2 separate regions of the Sus scrofa genome follow, and region 2 is linked to region 1. Evidence: chromatin contacts called from public Hi-C data. All regions are on one chromosome and are shown on one strand. Each heading gives the region's core, a stretch centred on a gene start, on an enhancer-like site or on the middle of the called end of the contact. The rest is flanking DNA. Distances are from core to core; before and after follow the strand shown.

Region 1 (3,236 bases), core at 15-2,514:
ACCGCACTCCTGTGAATAGGATATTCCCATGTCTTATTTACACCTCCTTCCTTCCCCACCTCAAGTCACCTCCCTTCCACTTAGTCTGCCATACTCTTTCACAGTTATCAGGCAATTCCTGGCTCTTTCTGTGAAAATAAGTGCTCTTAAAATGATAAGGATTTCAGAGAACTGAGCGGTAGTCAAGAAGGTGGACATTTTCTCATCCTAAGTTTAACCATCAATGGCATTTCACTACTTCCTTCAAAGTAGTTTTCTAGAACATCAAACACATACATATTCATCAGCTGCTATCTATATTAGATTATCCATGCTTCTGCCTTCTTCCATTAGTGCAGTTAATCAAGAGCATTAGAAAATAGAGCTACCTTATGAAGTCTGAATTTTGTAGCAAAGTATGTGCAGAACCAGCAGATGCTCTTGCTGTATTTGTTGACCTCTCATGAAGGTGCAAAGGAAACTGAAAGCTTCAAGTATTTCAAAGGATTTGAAACAGTTTAGGTGGATTTTTATTTGCTCAGATGCCTTCTCTAAAGGGAATTGCATTTTGAACTGTTATATTACATATACATTTTTATTGCTATTTCTGTTCAGTCATCCAAATACCAAGCTAGAGCATTGGACCAGTGGACACAAGGATGAATTCCAAGAAGATTAGGGAACCAGGGAAGTGCAGAATGGATTTAATGACTCATGGGTGAAGCATTAGTCATTGGTCATAAACCAATATGGAACCAGAGACACTGGGAATGATTCAGGCTACAGAGCAACAGGCTCTGTGAATTCTACTTAACAGTTCAAACAGCTGACTCAACACTTCCACAGGGTTTACAAAGCAAAAAGTCCAGTTGGTTTACTCTATTTCATCTTCCACTTAACCTTTTACCATCGAGGTCTCTTTTAGCATACTTGAGCAACATGAAAAAGTGATTTCTGGGAAAATATGATTCCTAAGAGAGAGAATAATGACCTAAGATACTCAAACACACACATAAGTAAAAGGATGCAATGGTTAAGTTAGGAATATTTGTTTAAAATGCATTGACAGGAGTTCCCTGGTGGTCTAGTGTTTAGGACTCAGCACTTTCACTGCTGCGGTCTGGGTTCAATCCCTGGTCTGGGAATTGAGATCCCACATCAAGCCACTGCACACCATGGCCAAAATAAATAAATCAAAATAAAATGAATGCACTGAAATATAGAGTGTCTAGTGGTTTCATGGATGACTGGGAACTAGGAATTCTAGCTCTGATTAATTCTGCCCACAATTCAGGTTGTAACATAGTCTAGGCGGATCCCTTGCATACTCTGATTCGTCACTATGGACATATGGGATGTGCAGCAACTCAAAATCCTTTTCAGGCCCTCCCACTTTTTGAAGGTTTCTATGACTCTCCCCCTTGCTGTAAAGTAAATTACCTCTTAGCACCATCTCTATCCCACAGGCATTTCCTCACTTGCACTCTCCTATTTGGTTTACCAGCTGGTTCTATCCCCCTGCTCACTAAGGAATTCCTCACATGCCATCAAGAGGGGCTCATCATTGTTTAGGGCTAACAAACAAGTATTGGCAGGGATCCAATTGAGCAAGGCATCTCAAGATGAGAAAAAGTGTGACAACTCTAGATTAATTGATCATCACTGTGGGTCCCAGTGTCTTGGGAATTCTGATCCCTTATGTCTGTATTTAATTAAACAACCAACAAGATGTGATATACAAAGATCATGGATTTTGAAGTCAGAAAGGCTTGAATTCAAATCCAAACTGCCTTAAATCCACTTTAATTCCTCATCCAACAAGTATACATTATGCATCTGCTATGTTGAAGACATGGTTCTAGATGCTATGAGTATAGCAATAAACAAAAGAGATAACATTGTGAACCCAGAAGAAACTTTAGGGATTTTCTAAGTTTGACTGGAACACACTCAGGCTCCTTCACTTACGTACCATTCCTAACTGCCTGCATCACAACAGAACTGAATGGCTAAAACATACTTTATGGACCAAATATTTTTAAATATTTACTTTACAAAAAATTATTTCTTTGCAGAAAAACGTTTTCTGACTTTTTTCTAAAGGCTATTACTTTTCTTATTGAGTTCTAGTCATATACCAAAGCATTCTTCTAGGCTTTGGAAATACAGTGTTAAATAAGGCACATACCCTGTCTTCAGGGAGCTTGAAGTTTAGTAGAGACAGGACAAATAAATATGCCATCAGAGTCCAATAAGGTAAGTAGATCTTCCCCTGTTTTGTTCACTGATGTATCCCAAGCACCTAGAAGAATGTCTGGAATATTCAAGATGCTTGAGAAGTATTTTTTAATGAATTTCTCAAAGGAAAGGATGTCTCAATAAAAAAAATTTAAGGACTTTCTAGGCAACTAGGAAAAGGGAAGGAGAAAAAAAATGTATGTGCAAAGGCCAAGAGGCTAATGAACAGGTGGAATATTTTCAATACAGTAGTTCGATAGATCTCTTCAGAATGAGAGGTATGAATTGTAAAGGAAGAAGCTGGAGCAATTAGCAAAGGACAGACCTTGCAGCATTTATTAAGACTGGCTAATGAGCTGGAACTTGAACTGGGAGCCACTAAAGAATTTAAAGGTTGAGTGAGATGTGTTTAGATACTTTAGAAAGACAGTCATGGCCACAGCATGGAGAGTCCAGGGCAGACAGGACTGCAGGCCCAGGGGCTAGTTAGCAGCAGTGGTGGTTACTCTGCAAAGTATCAGGAGAAAACCCTGCAAAGGACTGGACAGACAACTGGGGACTATGAGACTATGAGGAAATGCAGTGTTAGCAGAACCTGAGGTATTTTGAAATTATTATTAGAGTTCTTGCGGCTTTGAAATAGATACCTCAGAAAATCCAGAGACTCCTGGTCAGCAAGGGGAAAGGAATGTTCATCTTCACTGAAAACCATCTTCACTTAAAGCTGATTCTTAATTCAGTCAGGGAAAATCTCCTCTCATTCATCTGAAACTCAAACCCAATGTGTGGTTTCTGTTTCCAGATTTTTCTCTTTCCCTGTGTGGTGAGCAGAAGGTGTACATCAAAGAAGTCACCAGGGAGACCAGTGGACCTGCTGGCAGGAAGTAGGACCAGGTGGCAGTTATTGTCTTGCTCAACTCATCCCTGTCCAAGGTGTTGGCGTGAAACCAAACTCAAGTCCTAGAGATCATTGGACTCAAGGAGGCTGACTCAGCCTACTAAGTTCACAAAAGACTGAA
Region 2 (3,395 bases), core at 220-2,719, 99 kb before region 1:
AATTTATGACTAACTACAAGGAGATGAAAAGAGGTGTTACTTGGCCTTATGAAAAAAAATAAATCCTAAATATGGGATGTCATATTTTATATTCATAATATATGATTTAAATCTTAAATTTCATTTGATTTATAATCTACTTTGCCTATATCTTGTCTCTCCAAAGTATAAGCTCCTTGAAGGTAGAAAATATGTCCTACGGTTTTTAACACTCTAACAAATTTAAAGCATCTAAAACAACTTTTTCCAATAGAAAACTAGCAAATATTTATTAATTAGAGAATGAGAACTCTGCCTTTAATAATCTAAAAATGAAGTGATGACTTCCTTCATGGCTGGTTTTACTATCAATCAAAATTTTGTACTGTTTCTTCTCTATGCCCTATTACCACTTTTCAACTAATACATATAAGTCAAGATGACACTCTGTCAAAGTAACTTACAGTAACAATTTTTAGAAGGGAATCTTGCTTTGGGGAAAAAAAATTTTTTGAGATCCTTAAAAATCTATCAATAAAAAGAAATGTGTTTTGAAAATAATGGGAAATAATAATTATTTTTTTTTTTGTCTTTTTAGGGCCACACCCACAGCATATGGAAGTTCCAAAGCTAGGGGTCAAACCAGAGCTGTAGCTGCCAGCCTACACCACAGTCACAGCAACGCCAGATCTGAGTTGCATCTGCAACCAACAGCACAGCTCACAGCAATGCTGGCTCCTTAACCCACTGAGCAAGGCCAAGGATTGAACTCACATCCTCATGGATACTAGTCAGATTTGCTACTGCTGAGCAACTATGGGGACTCCCTGGAAAATATTTTCTTTAACTGTTGTCCCCACTCGGAACTCTGGAACTCATTTTCTTCCACACTTATGGTGAGGGGTACTCCCCAATACTTGGGCAGGGAGGAGGGTGTGTGGAGACAACAGGGAGACTGGAGTTTAAGCCAATACGAAAGTCGAAGCCAGCAGGGATGATACATGTAGAAAGCAAGAACCATGAATTAAATTCTGGAATGAGAGTTTCTGATAAAAAAGAAATTGAATCACAGAAACTGGAAAGCCAGAGGGACTCAAACCAAGAATGGGCCATCATGGTAGCAACAAATAAAAACAACCAGGTCAAAGCCAAGGAAGACTAAAAGCCATAAAGAGAAGACATTCAGGGGCACACCTGAGGCCCTCACAGAATTCTGCTGGATGACACACTATGGCCTCAGTTCTTTTATTACCTTGGGAGGTAGCGCCTAGCTATAGAGTCCTTCATAAATACCAAAAGGTTATATACAATATCAGAAAATAGCAATGGAGAATCACTGCATTTTCCTCTGCTATCTATTCTGCATGTTTTATTTCCTTTAGGGAGATCAGACTTTCTACATGCAAAGTTGTAACAAACGATGTGGTTGGTTAGGTATGTGGTGAATGTTAAGCAAACAGGCCTGATGATATTTTACAATTGGCAACTCTCTCACAAAAATTCCAGCTCCCTCTCACAGTGCCTACTCACCAAGGAGTTGGTAGTGTCTCTGTGTAAGCAGCTTCTGGTTTTGAGATTTTAAAACAAAGTGGATAAGCAATGAAATCCTGCCGTATAGCACTGGGAACTATATCTAGTCACTTATGCTGGAGCATGATAATGTGAGAAAAAAAGAATGTATATATGTATGTGTGACTGGGTCACCTTGTTATACAGTAGAAAATAGACAGAACACTGTAACCCAGTTATAATGGAAAAAATAAAAATCATTATTAAAAAAATATAAAGCTTACTTTCAAGGGCTCTTGTCCTTTCAAGGGTGGCTTTAGCTCAAAAATCAATCTCAACAGTCTTCTCTATAAACACACTTATTTAAATGGCCCACCTATCTTTCATGATGATTCAAGAAGTTTCTCCAAGCTTTGACATGTAATTTATTAGGAAATTTTTCCATCATTAAGAAAATGGCTTTCTATGGCTATTTTTACCCACCAGCAATTAAGGAAATTTAAGACTTATGAATCAAAGCCAAAGAAGTTATGAAATATGAATCAATGGTTTGACCTTTACAAGCCCAGAAATGCAGAGAATGTTTGTTGACTAAACTAGGAAATGTTCACTTTTATTCACTGATACCCTCCCCAAAAGAAATTACCACTAATAATAACTGCTCTTCATTTCAGCTCCTGAGATTGGCCATGCCAGGATGGTTAACTAGCATGCTTGAACATTATTATTTAAAAAGGAAAGGGAAGCTTTTCCACAACTATTCTTAGTAGCACACAATGTTTTAAAAAGAATTAATCGACTCAATTAATTAGTATTTTCCATATTTCTTATTATTTATTTTTTATATGATTTTATTTTTTTCCCATTATAACTGGTTTACAGTGTTCTGCCAATTTTATAAGTACAGAATGGTGACCCAGTTATAAATACATGCATACATTCTTTTTTTTTTTTAACTTCATCAGGCTCCATCATAAGTGACTAGACATAGTTCCCAATGCTAAACAGCAGGATCTCATTGCTAATCCATTCCAAAGGCAATATTCTGCATCTATTAATCCCAAACTCCCAATCCATCCCACTCTATCCCACTCCCCCAGGCAACCACAAGTCTATTCTCCAAGTTCATGATTTTCTTTTCTATGGAAAGATTCACTTATGCCTTATATTAGATTCCAGATATGTGATATCATATGGTATTTGTCTTTCTCTTTCTGACTTACTTCACTCAGTATGAGAGTCTCTAGTTCCACCCATGTTGCTGCAAATGGCATTATTTCATTTTTATGACTGAGTAGTATTCCACTGTGTATATATACCATATCTTCCTAATCCAATCATCTTTTCATATATTTCTTATTCATTCTTTTGTATTAAACTACCATATGATCCAGCAATCCCACTCCTTGGCATATATCCAGACAGAAATTTCATTCAAAAAGATACATGCACCCCTGTGTTCATTGCAGCATTATTCACAATAGCCAAGACATGGAAACAACCTAAATGTCTGTCAACAGATGAATGGATTAAGAAGATGTGGTACATATATGGAGTTCCCATTGTGGCTCAGTGGTTAACGAATCCAACTAGGAACCATGAGGTTGCAGGATGATCCCTGGCCTTGCTCAGTGGGTTAAGGATCCGGCGTTGCTGTGAGCTGTGGTGTAGGTTGCAGACACGGCTCGGATCCCGCGTTGCTGTGGCTGCTGGAGTAGGCCAGCAGCTACAGCTCCGATACAACCCCTAGCCTGGGAATCTCCATATGCCATGGGAGCAGCCCAAGAAATGGCAGGAAAAAAAAAAAAAAAAAAGATGTGGTGGTACATATAAACAATGGGATACTACTCAGCCATAAAAAAAAGAACAAAATAATGCCATCTGCAGCAACATGGATGGAATTAGAG

Evidence for each region. A called contact is a pair of places that touch in the nucleus more often than the background predicts.
Region 2: a contact with region 1 is called in a Hi-C map of embryonic fibroblasts, with 2.1 times the contacts expected there. The contact joins two enhancer-like sites. A contact is called at or near these places in 5 of 47 Hi-C or Micro-C datasets (embryonic fibroblasts, fibroblasts and mesenchymal stem cells) and 1 of 2 datasets of contacts at active chromatin or transcription factors (skeletal muscle).

What each region holds. Positions count from the first base shown.
Region 1 is chr5:23,623,144-23,626,379 of Sscrofa11.1, reverse strand. No RefSeq gene overlaps it. Among named protein-coding and RNA genes, the nearest start is that of ATP23, 450 kb to the right of the region's middle. Within about 2 kb of position 1,264, at least 8 of the 83 cell types and tissues checked have an H3K27ac peak or open chromatin away from gene starts, as enhancers often do. A contact at or near this core is called in embryonic fibroblasts, where this site is marked.
Region 2 is chr5:23,721,750-23,725,144 of Sscrofa11.1, reverse strand. No RefSeq gene overlaps it. Among named protein-coding and RNA genes, the nearest start is that of LRIG3, 390 kb to the left of the region's middle. Within about 2 kb of position 1,469, at least 4 of the 83 cell types and tissues checked have an H3K27ac peak or open chromatin away from gene starts, as enhancers often do. A contact at or near this core is called in embryonic fibroblasts, where this site is marked.